Regions from separate parts of the Sus scrofa genome. Here region 2 is linked to region 1. The links are chromatin contacts, called in public promoter capture Hi-C maps. All regions are on one chromosome and are shown on one strand. Each heading gives the region's core, a stretch centred on a gene start, on an enhancer-like site or on the middle of the called end of the contact. The rest is flanking DNA. Distances are from core to core; before and after follow the strand shown. Region 1 holds the start of FECH (ferrochelatase). Region 2 holds the start of MTFMT (mitochondrial methionyl-tRNA formyltransferase).

Region 1 (6,871 bases), core at 835-3,334:
AGAATTGTTATTTTGCTGTTATGGAGCCAAAATATTCTGTCATTAATTTAAACACTGATTTTCTTTTTTATTATTCTAGATTTATTTTTTCTAATTACAAAAGACATATGTGCCTAATGTAGAAAATTTGGAAAGAAAAAGGCACAAAGAAACAAAAATTGATTACTCTACCAACTTTCTAAAAGTACAATGGCACAATGTATGTGGTTAAGCAAGAAGTAAGAATACTCAAAAATAAGGACTATATACATTTATACTGGGGAGCTTCTTATAATTTTCTAATATGCAAAAATACAAAGTGAGTGCAAAATTTTGCTTTTCTACTGCAAGAATTCAAGAAATACTACTCAATTTTTTCTAGAAATTATTTATTTATTTATTTATTTATTTATTTATTTATTTGTCTTTTTGCCATTTCTTGGGCCGCTCTCACGGCATATGGAGGTTCCCAGGCTAGGGGTCGAATCAGAGCTGTAGCCACGGCCTACGCCAGAGCCACAGCAACGCGGGATCCGAGCCGCGTCTTCAACCTACACCACAGCTCACGGCAACGCCGGACTGTTAACCCACTGAGCAAGGGCAGGGACCGAACCCACAACCTCATGGTTCCTAGTCGGATTCGTTAACCACTGCGCCACGACAGGAACTCCACAGTCTAGAAATTAATTAGAAGTTAATTCCTTCATATAAAACAAGATAATTTCAGTACTATAACTACATCTTAAAATCAGAGTCCATAATTCAGTTGAACTCTAAATCTACTTCCACTATGGTTAACTAATCCTTTCGCTTAGTTACTTATAACCCGGACAACAAATCCTTTAAAGTTTCTCGTATTGTTCTACAACCTCAACTCTAAAGCCTGTCCAGACTTTGCTACAGGAAGGATGGATGAAAGAAAAGACTAATTGGATACCTCTTTCAGCTCCATTACTGGCACTGTGCTTCCTCTTCTTAAAAGACAATGTCTTTTGTCTCCCACTACCCTTAGCAACTGGATCCTCATTGTACACTAGGACCTTATTATTTTCCTAACAAAGGCACCTGTAATAAGATATGGAGGTTTAGAATGGATGCCTTCTCAGAAGGTGCCAAATGGATGATTTAGGGAGTTTATAAAAATAAGTCAGATCTGTGTCCAGTAACCATTCAAAGGTACTAATTTAGCATCTTAGCAGGTGGCAGCCTTTTACATAACAATAACTGAACACTTTGAGGGTATCTATATATCTACTGTGTGCCTGTCACGGTGCTATAGGCGTTATCTGTATTCAGCTAATCTCCATGGCAAGCTTATGAGGTATTACCTTCTCCTTTTACGTTTAACAAAGTTCAAGCTACACTGAATCCCTTGCTGAAGTGCTGCAGGGCTAGTATCCCAGCCAGGAGTGTCTGAACTAGAGTTCTGTCAGCAAAGTACGTTCACGTCTGTATCAGATATGTGCAGGATTGTCACTGGGGCTTTTTCTCCAAATACCTGTATAAAACACTAAGCCCAGCTGCCCCGCAGTGGGTCCTGCTGCAAAAGTGAGCACTGCGTGACGCCAGGGGCTAGGGAGAGGAGCAGTGGACCCAGTGTGACTTCCACCACCAGGGAGGGAACCTCAGGGTAGATGTCTACGGTGATGATGATGGTGACGTTGCCATCGTTACCATTTCTGTGCCTGGCCCTTAACGCACTCTGCCTCCCGTAATCCTCACAACTCTGTGACTATCATTATTCTTATTTTACAGAAAAGAACTAAGGCTCTGAGAAATTCAGCCACTCCTCATGGCCACCCAGCTGACCAATAGGACTCCAGGACCCCTCCCCACGGCCTCCGAGGGCCGTCAAGTAAGCCCCACGGGAGGGTCCCTTTCCGGATCCCTTCTCCGCCCCTTGCCCCACAACCCAGCTTCCTGTGCAGCCGCCGTCGTTCCTGGAAGTTCCCAGGCCCGGGGGCCTGCAGCTAGCTGCCTGCTGTCCCCGCCGTCACCGGGTCCCCAGCCTAGGCGGCGGCCGCGACAACCCCACTTACGCAGATCGCGGAGCAGGACGCCCCCAGATCGCAGGGCCGCAGCCATGTTTGTGCCGACTGAAAGCATTCCCGGGGCAGCCTCGGCCCGGGGCCTGGGTTCCTCCCGCAGCAGCACAGCCAGGCACGGGCTCCGACAACGACCAGTCGCAGAGCGCAGCACCAGCCACCCACGCTGCCTTATCATGCGCCGCCACTCCCTGCGCCCAGGCTGCGCGCCCGCTCATTCGCTGCCGAACCGGGGCGGGGATCGAGGGCGGGGCCAGGAGGAGGCACGCCCCTCACCGGGGCCTGCCCTGCCGTAAGGCAGTCTTCAGGGTAAGAAACGGCTCAGGACTGTACTATCCGCCCTTTCCATCTCTTCCACCAAAAATACTTGCGTTGGCGCCCAGCTTCACTCTGTGTCTCCCTGGTTGCACATAGCCACCTGACCAAGGCAGGAACTGCAACCACAACTCAGCAAAGAACTTTCTTGACATTACCGTTACTATCGCATAGAATGAGAATGCTTTTGCCTCAATTCTCCACTTTCGTTGCCTAGGTACAGAACAACTGTGCTGACTCTTTTGCTTTGTTTTCAGAATGAGAAAAGGAATTCTTTCATATAAGACACTCACGAATAATTATCCAATTTTTCTGCAGCAGATTTTGACAGCTGTGACCAGAAAGCCAACATTATACAGCTAACGTGATCGTGTTAAGAAAAGTGAAGGCCAGCCCAGCAAATCAACTTCTTGGAAGGCTAGTGTGGTGAAGTTTATCAGTATGATGTCTGCGCACCTTGACAAGGTAGTCACCTGACCCCAAACCGCCCACGGGACAGCCCCCACCCCCTTCATTTTTAGCCTTTCCTACATCCCTACACCTGCACCCCTACATCCCGCCCACCTGACCCATAAATTCAGTGCGTCTCAGAGTACAAGACCAACCTTTGGAACAGAAAGGTGTCAGGCATCATTCTTTCATTCACTGAACAAGCATTGAGCATCTATCATGTGCACTTGGAAAACAGCAATGAATAGAACAGAGGAGGGGCTTACATGGGGATTAGGGGAGAGTCAGAAAATAATCACAATATGTACTATTTAGGGTGATGATGAGCGTTAGAAAGAAAGAAGCGATGTAACAGAGATGAGAGAGAGGAGGCTAATGCAATTTGAAATAAAGAGGTCAGAGAAGTCCTCACTGCCATTTGTGAAAGACCTGAGGAAGTAGGGGGCATGCCATGTGGAACATTCCAGGAAGATGGAGTCTAGATTGGGTTGGAAAAGTTTTCTGTATTCTCTTGATTAAATTAGTTTATTTATTATTAAAGTTAGTCCTCCTTGGTTATAAGCTCAGTGTAAATATGTCAAATTAAATGAATTACCTTTCATATTATCTACATGATCTTCAAATCAACTCAGAATGAAAATTATATTAGTTTAATTTGCCCTTTAAGGAGGTGATCTTCAGGAGTTCTCTGGTAGCCTAGAGCTGTGGCATGGGTTCGAGTCCTGGTTCAGGGAATTTCCTCATGCCATGGGCATGGCCAAAAAATAAATAAAAAAGAGAGGTGATCTTCATAGATAATATATTCCTCTACCTAAAGCCTAAACCCATTGCTTTTTTTTTCTTTTTAGGGCCACACCTGTGGCATATGGAAGTTCCCAGGCTAGGGGTTGAATCAGAGCTGCAGCTGCTGGCCCATGCCATAGCCACAACAATGCCAGATCCAAGCTGCATCTGTGACCTACACAGTAGTTTGTGGCAACGTAATCCTTAACCCATTGAGTGAGGCCAGGGATCGAACCTGAACCCGCAACCTCATGGGTACTAGTTGGATTTTTACCCACTGAGCCACAATGAGAACTCCTGAAACCCACTGCTTTTAAATAAACTACACAAACAGACTCTACATTTTGAAATGTTCTGCTGGAAAAAGTGGACAAGGCAAGAGAACTAGAAAAGGCCAAGAGTTTGTAATGGTTGAGCTATGTGGGCTCTCCTCAGCTACCTCTGGGAGCCTCTGGAAATGTTATCTCTCCATCCCGGGTGCTATGCCCCTCCTGCTAAGTGGAGATAACAGGAGTCTTCTGGCCCCTCCCAGGGAAATGCTGATGATTAGTGACAAGGCAGAAAGGTGCAAAGCCCACATAATCAGCACTGAAACAGGTTAAATTTGTAGCTGGCCAGAAAGAAAGAAGGGAACTAGCAAAACATGCTTTATTAAGTATATCAATATAATAAAATTAAAAAATGAATTAGCACCATGCCATACATTTTCCTCACACCTGTATTTTTATTTTTACTGACTTTTTAAAAACTCATTCAAAACTACACTCTTGATGTACATATGAAGACTCAGGTTACAAATGTAAACAGAACTTTATGCTTTTTCCCCAAAGAGAGTTTCATGACATTTGTTATTTCTAATCTAAGACTTATTTCTTACAAACATCATATATAACAGCTTTTCAATGAGTACATTTTATGTTCTTTTGAAGTGGAAGCAGCTATAATGTGATTTATAGGAGCCCTTTTCAAAACCCTTTGGAGATGCCTAGCCTGGAAACTTCCATATGTCACATGTGTGTCCCTAAAAAGCAAAAAAAAAGAAAAAAGAAGAACTGATCAGAAAACATAGTCCTTAAACCAGAAATTGTGAGTTCTAAATATGGGTTTAATAAGAAATCCAGAAAGCCCTTCAAGGCTAAAGAAATTTATAAAAATTTAAATTATGAAATTTAATTTAAATTTAACATTTTAATTTATTTATATATATATACATATATGATGGTGTATATATATATATATATACACATACACATAAGTGTGTATATAAATGTGTTTTTTTCTGGCTTAAATATTTGTATCAAAACTATCACCACTTCCCTTAATCTGAAGGCACAGTCTCTAGGCCAGTTCAGATAAGTGGTACCCGCACCACACAGGCGAGGGTTTGTCTGACCCCGGGTGGCTTAATTAGTGAAGAAAGCACTCTTGTCACACACAGCACTCGGAGTTCGGCCTTTGGTTCTCAAGAAAATGAATTTGTTGGTTTCAGCTCAATGCTTCAGGAAAGAGGGAGAGGGAAAGATCCTCTAATTCATTATTTGCCATGATTGGCACCTCTGAGCTACGCAAACTAAATTTAAATTCCTCAATTCTGTCTCCTTAATCAGAAAAACAACAGGGCAAGGGGGATGGGAGTGTTCAGTGAAAGAGCAGCAGTGGCTGCCTGTGGCAGACAACAGTGAGCTCTGATTACTCAGGGAAATCTGATCAATGTTCACTGTAATTGTTTTACAGCCAAGAGGGCACCAAATCCAGACAATGCAATGTGCATGTTGACTGCCCCTCTTAACCACGCAGAACCTCAAGTCCAGCTTCAATCATGCACTTATTCATCTGAACATATTTGCTGAGTCTAGCATGAGTAAAGCATTGTATCAGGCAATGTGAAGGATAAAAAAGTAAAACGCAAGGCATGCTCTCCAGTACTTCATTCATTTATGAAACAACTATGCCTGGAGATAATTGTTGAAAAGAAATAGGGCTTTGCAGAGTTCCCATCGTGGCTCAGCAGGTTAAGAACTGGACATAGTATCTGCGAGGATGCGGGTTTGATCCCTGGCCTCGCTCAGTGGGTTAAGGATCCAACGTTGCCATACTCTGTGGCATAAGTCACAGGTGCAGCTCGGATCTGGCGCTGCTGTGGCTGTGGTGTAGGCCAGCAGCTGCAGCTCCAATTTGACCCCCAGCCTGGGAACTTGCATGTGCTGTGTATTCGGCCCTAGAAAAGAAAAGTGAAGGAGAGAAGGGGAAGGGGGGAATGGGAGGAAGGAAGAAAGGAAGAAAGAAATAGGGGTTTGGGAAGGGCTGTCCTTTTTATTGCAATTATATTGATACATGGTTGACATCACAACAATGTTATACATGGACTTATGATTGTAAAAACTGGGCAGTGGTGGATATATTAATGTGTTTGATTTCAAAAAGTGTCCAGAGAAAATGTTAATCCTTTTTATACGTACTTAAAAGATCCACAAAATTAAAATAATAATGATATAAGACCAAAGAAAAATGTGTATGAAGAGCCTACCTATGGTGAGCACGTGGTGGGTGCTGGGCATTACAGCAGTGAATTGGAGACTATCTAAGCTTTCATGGAACTTACATTCTAGAAGGCAAGGCAGACAATAAACAAAAGAGAGATCACATACATAACATGTCAGGTATGACTCGGAGCCATGCAGAAAAATAAAAGAGGCAAAGGAACGGAGAGAAGCAGGAACTGTGAGTGTCTGTGGTGAGTGGGACACGGCCTCTCTGCCAAGGTGGCGGGTGAGCAGGTGGTGGGCTGTGAGAGAGGCTCTCTGTGGAAGAGCTTTGCATGCAGAGGGAGAAGCAAGTGCTGCCACACCTTGGAGGCTTGTTATTCATTTCCCAGGGCTGCTGTGTTGAAAGACCACAGAGCAGGTGGCTTAAAAGAACAGAAATGTAGGAGTTCCAGTCATGGCTCAGTGGTTAACGAATCCAACTGGGAACCATGAGGTTTTGGGTTCGATCCCTGCCCTTGCTCAGTGGGTTAAGGATCCGGCGTTGCCATGAGCTGTGGTATAGGTCGCAGACGCGGCTCGGATCCCATGTTGCTGTGGCTCTGGCTTAGGCCGGTGGCTACAACTCCAATTAGACCCCTAGCCTGAGAACCTCCATATGCTGCGGGATCGGCCCTAGAAAAGGCAAAAAGACCAAAAAAAAAAAAAAAAGAACAGAAATGTATTGTCCTCCAGTTCGGAAGCTAGAGAGCCAAGTCAAGGTGAAAACAGGGTGGTGCTCCCTCTGAAATCTGTGGGGGAGAATCCTTCCCCATC
Region 2 (7,469 bases), core at 466-2,965, 72 kb after region 1:
CTCCTTTTTAGCATCCTGGGAAAAAGTCAGCTGTACAATAATACCATGTTCAGTTAATTTATTAAACAGATTTTTTTCCACGTTCAGTTATTTACTTTTGTCTTTTTGCCATTTCTTTGGGCTGCTCCCGCGGCATATGGAGGTTCCCAGGCTAGGGGTCTAATCAGAGCTATAGCCGCCCGCCTCTGCCACAGCCACAGCAACGTGGGATCCGAGCCATATCTGCAACCTACACCACAGTTCACGGCAACACCGGATCCTTAACCCACTGAGCAAGGGCAGGGATCGAACCTGCAACCTCATGGTTCCTAGTCGGATTCGTTAACCACTGAGCCACAATGGGAACTCCCTATGTTCAGTTTTTTAAAAAGTAGTTTTCTAAAAAGAGTCCACCCGCTAGAAAATTATATGTCAATGGTAGAAGGCAGCTCCCTGGAGGAAGGGGTTGGTATTGGCCCCTCACACTGAGCCAGCGCTGTGTTTGGCAGAGGGCGCTATGAACAGCTCAAGGCAGCTCTGTTGGGCGGGGCTACCTGTAGAGAATTTGGGCTGCTGAAAATTGCGCATAATGCAGGCTTTCTAACATAAGCAGAGGAATTACATAAACACAAACATGAAGAGTCACCCTTTTTGGGTGTGTCTTTTTAGGACCACACCTGTGGCATACAAAGGTTCCCAGGCTAGGGGTCAAATCAGAGATGTAGCCGCCGGCCTACGCCACAGCCACAGCAACGCCAGATCCTAGCCTTATCTGCAACCTACACCACAGCTCCCGGCAATGTTGGATCCTTAAACCACTGAGCGAGGCCAGGGATTGAACCTGGGTCCTCATGGATGCTAGTCGGATTCATTTCTGCTGAGCCAAGACGGGAACTCCAAGAGTCACACTTTAGACAGCAGCCAGATTCTAAGATAATAACCCAAATGACTATTTGGCTTGTATTTGTAAGACATATTATATGGAGAAAGACAATTTTAAAGATATTAGAATAAAAAATATTAGAATCATATTCCACTTACCCTAAAAGAGAGTACTGGAAGAGAATTTACTTGGTAGAAGGTTGGGATCCCATCCTGCTCCCCTTCTCATATATGATCAGATTAGCAAAATAAAATCACCGGAAATGCAGTCCCACCCCCACTCCTCTTTGGTTTTGTTTGTGGTGGTTGTTTGTTTGTCACACCTGCAGCATGCCGAAGTTCCTGAGCCAGGGATCAAACCCTCAGAACCACAGCAGTGACAATGCATAGCATCCTTAACCCAGTGAGCCACCAGGGACTCCTTCCTCTTTTTTATTCAACACACAGGTGAATTTGGGTTAGGAATCAATCCGACTGCAGCTGCTAGGGTTGCTGCAGAGGTGCGGGTTTGATCTCCGGCCTGGTGCAGTGGGTTTAAAGGGCATTGCTACAGCTGCGGCAAAGGTCGCAGGTGTGGCCAGGATTTAATCTCTGGCCCTGAAACTTACATGCGCCGTGGGGAGCGGCCATAAGAATAAAAATTATTTGGGGGAGATTAGTGAAATCGTGCAAACCAATGCAGCGGAAGTCACGGGGACGCTTGAACAGGTAAACATCAACTGTTAAACACAGATGAGCCAAGCCGCTGATCAGGCAGGCCCCGCCCCAAGTAGCTGAAAGACCTCGCCCATCGGGTTTCCTCCCAGGCTCCGCCCCACCCGCCGGGTGCCCTCCTCGCACTCCTATGCGCCTGCGTAGTGTAGGCCGCAGGCAGAGGCGATGAGAGTGTTTATGCGGCGCTGCTGGGGGACCCTGCCTGTCGGTGGCTGCGCAGGCCGAAGGAAGATCCCGCAGTGGCCAGCGCTGGCCGGGCTAAGTGGGTCCCCTGGCGGGGAGGACGGATGGGGCGTCCGGGTCCGCGAGAAGCCGCCCTGGCGGGTGCTTTTCTTTGGCACTGACGAGTTCGCCCGGGAAACGCTGCGGGCGCTGCACGCCGCCAGGTACCGGGGCCGGGGGTTGGGAGGTCCGGGTTGCTGAGGACATGGCTCTGGAGCCCCTCCGGCTGGCCTCGAGGGTTTCGACTCCTGGTCAGGGCCAGAGATTAAATCCTGGCCCTCTCGCAGCGCGAGAGGAGTGTGGGCCCAGATCTTGGCGTCCCCGGAAGGTGCGCGGGGTCAGCCTGTGAGTGCCAGGCTGGCCCTGTCGGGTCTACACTCCCTACTCTCTCCGCAGCGCCTGGCTGGTGCTGGCCCCTTTACAGGCACCCTCTGTCCAGTCCCACCACCTTCCAGGCCGTTTTGCGCTTAAGGAAACTATCCTACATTTTTTATTTCCTCACTCTTGTTTTTTCCTGATGCACCCTCACACTCATTTCTGACAACTCCATTCAAGTCTTCCCTGCAGATACTTCACAGCAGACCCTCATAATGACTCTTTCATGATTCCGCTGGTATTCTCCCTCCACACATGTAACACCTTCTATAACACTGTCTTCACACATGTTTCCTCCGCACACCCTCCATAGCGCACTCTCCACGTGCTGCATTCCCCTTATTGCTTCCTCCATCTCTCCCTGCACGTATCCTGATGCTTTACTTGGTAGTGCCAGTACTCCTGCACTTTCTCTTTTGGGCCCTCCTGTCTACTCCTTTTCTCATAACTCCTCAACATGATGCAATACCTTCTAAATAACTGAACAGCTCTGGGCATTGGAATACTATACAGCAGGTAAAAAAATGAGGTGGTGCTACATGTAGTGTCATAGGATGATGTCCATGACATGTGTGTATCTATATAGACACAGATTTTAAGTATCTATTCAAATAACATGTAATTATAGTAAAAAATTCAAAGGATACGATGAAAAGTCAGTCCCTTCCATCTCTGTCTCCCAGTTCCTCTCTTCAAAGATACCCACTGTTTTCAGCTTCTTATTCTAGAAGTGTTTGATGGATATACAAGCAAATGTATATTTAACCCATTTTTTAAAAAAAGACTCACATAATAGTATACATGGTGTTGAGAAAAGTTAAATGTGGAGCAGTATATATTATATCCCAATTGTGTAAAATGTCTGTACTGTATAAGTTTTAGTATGAATAGGAAATTTCTAGAACTGTAACAGTAGCCAGTAGCCACTTGTGGCTCTTTAAAACAATTAAAATTAAATAAAAAGTAAAACCTCATCTCTCAGTTGCACTAGTATTAATCATTTTCCCTTAAGTGCTTTGTGAATTTAATCTTAAAAATGCCTTAGAAATGTGTGGAGTAGTTTAGCTTTACATTTTGGTCTTAACACTGTCACTTTTTTTTTTGCTCTTTCCAATTTAGGGAAAACAAGGAGGAGGAGTTAATTGAAAAGTTGGAGGTGGTCACAGTGCCCTCCCCATCACCGAAAGGACTGCCAGTGAAGCAATTTGCTGTCCAGTCTCAGCTTCCAGTGTATGAGTGGCCAGATGTGGGATCTGGAGAATATGATGTTGGAGTGGTGGCTTCATTTGGCCGACTTTTGAGTGAGGCTCTTATTCTTAAATTTCCCTAGTAAGTTTTATTTGTGGGGAAATAACAGTGAAGAGAGCTCAGTCTTTATAATGCACCTGGTATCTAAAGTGCAATAAATTGAGCTCTAATTCTTTCTTTAGTATTTTCTCTTAAAATAAAAAATGTTATTAACGTTATGAGTCGTTAAAATATATGATGCTCTTTATTGCTGTCTCTGGGCTCTCACCCACCCTCATTTAAATTCCTCATTTAAATCTGCTGACAACTCCCAAATTTGTCCCTCTGGTTCAGCTAAATCCTGAACTCCAGGCCCTTGGTATCCATGCCTCCTCCACAGCTCTGCTTGGATGTCTGATAGGTACCTTACATTTAAGATGTCCTAAACTACATTCCTGAACTTTCATCCCAAACCTGCTCCTTCCCAAAGTCTTCATCTCAGTACATGGAAACTCTGGCCTTCTAGTTGCTCAGACTCAAAGCCTTGGTGTTTTTCTCTATTCCTTGTCTCACACCACGCATCCAATGCATTAGAAAATCCTACTGGCTCTGCCTTTGAAATCTGACTAGGATGACTGTCTCTCCTCACTTCCACTGCCACCACTCTTGGCTCTTGTACTTCAGTAGTCACCTAAATGGTCTCCACTTCTGTCTTTGGTCCTACCAGTCTTTTCCCACCCAATACCCAAGTGATCCTTTTAAAGCATAAGTCAGACCATATCACTGCTCAAAATTCTCTGGTGGTTTTCCATCTTACTCGGAATAAAAGTCAAGTCCTTGGAGTTCCCATTGTGGCACAGAGGAAATGAATCCAACTAGGAACCATGAGGTTTCGGGTTCAATCCCTGGCCTCTCTCAGTGGGTTAAGAATCCGGCATTGCTGTAAGCTCTGGTGTAGGTTACAGATGCAGCTTGGATCTGGCATTGCTGTGGCTGTGGTGTAGGCTGGCAGCTGTAGCTGCAGTTAGACCCCTAGCCTAGGAACCTCCATATGCCTCGGGTGCGGCCCTAAAAAAAAAAAAGTCAAGTCCTTATATTGGCCTATGAGGGCACTTTTTTTTTTTTTTTTTTTCTGTCTGGTTCACTATTGCTTGTATCACCAGCACTTAGCACCAGAACATGGATTATGCCCAGTAAATATTTGTTAGATGAATGAGACTGAGCTGAACAGTGGAATTTAGAATATAAGACACACTCAGATGCATACTCATCATTAAACTAATGACAGATTAGTGAATTACCTAAGTGGCTCATTAATGGGTGGAAGGTATATTGGGTTGAATAGCAGAAGTGGATAAACCATTTGATGGGGCTTTGAGATGCTTTTTTTAGCAATTCTGTATGCAAACTAAGTGAAGTGAAAGTAATTAACTGTAAATATAATTCACATCATCCATGAGATGCACGATTGGATTTGAATGGTTCTTTTCATATAGTGAAAAATAAGTTTTTTATTTAAAAACTCCTAGACATCGTGAGCTTTTTTTTTTTTTTTTTGTCTTTTTGCCTTTTCTAGGGCCACTTTGGCGGCATATGGAGGTTCCCAGGCTAGGGGTTGAATCGGAGCTGTAGCTGACGGCCTACGCCAGAGCCACAGCAACTCAGGATCCAAGCCGTGTCTGCAACCTACACCACAGCTCACGGCAACGCCAGATCCTTAACCCACTGAGCAAGGCCAGGGATCGAACCCGCAACCTCATGGTTCCTAGTTGGGTTTGTTAACCACTGAACCACGACGGGAACTCCCATCGTGAGCTCTTGTGGAACATCTTTGGAACAGTGAATAGTTGTTTTTTTTTTCTAATTTTTAAAAATTTTATATTGTTATTTCCCCCAACACATTTTTTTTCCCACTGTACAGCATGGGGACCCAGTTACACTTATATGTATACATAATTTTTTCTCCCATTATTGTGCTGCGTTGTAAGTATCTAGACATAGTTCTCAGTGCTAGACAGCAGGATCTCATTGTTAATCCATTCTGAATAGTTGTTCTTGCTCTGTTTTTGATTGAGTTTCATTGGTCTCTTATACTAAGAGAGTGAACTTAACCCTGGCTTCTGCTTCAGATGGCACAAGACTAGATTTAACTGATTTTCAAAATTTCTGGGAAAGTTAAATAATGAAAAGTAGCATATTAGTTTAGATAGCATAACCTGAATGATAAAAACCCACTTGCATACTAATTTCTGCCTTTTCTAACTCAGCGGCATTTTGAATGTCCATCCCAGTTGCCTCCCAAGATGGCGTGGTCCAGCCCCTATAATCCATACTGTGCTTCACGGAGACACAATTACTGGAGTCACGATTATGCAAATTAGACCTAAAAGGTAGAGTATATTTTCTTGAGGCTTTTTGTGATTTTGAATTTTGCTGTCAATCTGCCTAGGGGGAAGCAGAAGGGGTGCTGCTCACTAATTTCTCTAACTCTGGGGCACTTTCTCTTTCTGTTTCTTCTGGTTTCTAACATAAACCACATGTGATTTTGGTATTTACACAGTGTCTCTTTACACTTGTTCATTGAAATAAATTATGTTATTAACAACTGGGTTTCTATAAATGACATTGAATGAATGAGAGCTAGATTGTTGTATATTGGTTGTTAGGAATCTCAGTTCTGCTGGCCTTGGTTTCTATGGTCAAACAATTTTGGGAACCTGAAGTAAGAATATGTTGTATAACATCGTGTTATGTAATGGTCTTAAATGTTTAAGGCTGTTGGCTTTTTCCTTTTTGGCTATCCTGTGGCATATGGCAATGCCTGGGGGAGAGATCGGATCTGAGCCACAGTTGCAGCCTACACCGGATCCTTTAACCCACTGTGCCAGACCGGGGATCAAACCAGTGTGTTGGTGCTGCAGAGATGCCACTGACCCCATGGCACCTCAGTGAGAAATCTAAATGTTTAGGTTTTCAAATCATACCTACAATCTAAGAAACAATAATTTTAAATTGTTCTAGGATTATATGAAGCCTCTGCCTGTTATCACCTAACGTCCCCATAGAAAACAAAAGTTCACAGGTTCAGTAGAACAAGTTGATATCTGCGATTTGCTTTAATTTACTTCAAAAAAAAAAGGAGGAGGAGGGACAGATGAAACAAGAGTCACAGAACTTAGGTAATTCTCAAATCTGAATATGTATATGAAAATTCCGTAGACTATCACTCTGTTTCTAGACTATGTGTAACCTTTCATAATAAACATTTTATTCATTGATTAAGAATACAGTTATCAGACCACAAGGTTAAATATTTTAAACAAAATGTATTTCTAATAAAAGCTGATGGCTAGTTTTGGCAGAGCTTGATGTAAAATGTAAGACTGTGGAAATGCAGATACACTTGCACCTACTCATAATCACCAATGATAATGAGGCAGGCAAAACTCTTGTCTTTTTTGAAAAAGGAAATACAGAAAGGAATGATTATAAATTCTGTAATTGTACTTGCTTGGAAAAGAAATTCTTTGCTCTATGATTTCATTATATAAATACAGATTTTTTTTTTTTGGTACTATTTATTGCTAATGGTAGAATTATTTATAACTGCAATTAAATCCCTGAGATGTAACTTTATACCTTTTTCCTTTAGGAAAAAAAAAAACCTTTAAATCTCAATCTAGGCAGATTTTGCTCTCCCTTCTTTAAACAGATATTTCTTCCTGGCCCGTGGCTAATGGTCACATTCATGGCTACTATCCCTGTGGTATGAAATACTCATGTAGACAAACATATTGATATTAAGAAATAGTCATGTTATTTTTTTGCTTTTGATTTTTTTTTTTTTTTGGTAGATTTGATGTAGGCCCAATTCTCAAACAGGAAGTGATTCCTGTGCCGCCAAAAACCACCTCGAAGGAATTGGAAGCAGTGCTGTCAAGACTGGGTGCCGACATGGTACAGTTCTCCAATATCCCCCTGCTTGTTCCTCATTTTCCCACATGGTTATAATGAAAAGGACAATTTTATGTGTAATTTTAAACTGCTTTTTAACAAGTGATTTCTATCCC

The links. Promoter capture Hi-C pulls out the DNA fragments that hold promoters and counts their contacts.
Region 2: a promoter capture Hi-C map of fetal liver shows a contact between it and region 1, with 2.7 times the contacts expected there. The contact joins the promoter of MTFMT here to the promoter of FECH in region 1. A contact is called at or near these places in 2 of 5 promoter capture datasets (fetal liver and liver), 5 of 47 Hi-C or Micro-C datasets (fetal liver, heart right ventricle, liver and 1 more) and 1 of 2 datasets of contacts at active chromatin or transcription factors (alveolar macrophages).

What each region holds. Positions count from the first base shown.
Region 1 is chr1:106,896,151-106,903,021 of Sscrofa11.1, forward strand. FECH (ferrochelatase) reads right to left here and starts at 2,085. Exons shown (of 11, transcript NM_001170523.1): 1 at 2,019-2,085. The coding sequence starts at 2,085. It overlaps LOC110260892 (a long non-coding RNA gene), which reads left to right and starts at 2,340. Exons shown (of 3, transcript XR_002344451.1): 1 at 2,340-2,556; 2 at 2,658-2,804.
Region 2 is chr1:106,968,923-106,976,391 of Sscrofa11.1, forward strand. MTFMT (mitochondrial methionyl-tRNA formyltransferase) reads left to right here and starts at 1,716. Exons shown (of 9, transcript NM_001244826.1): 1 at 1,716-1,961; 2 at 3,292-3,501; 3 at 5,667-5,789; 4 at 7,254-7,356. The coding sequence starts at 1,741.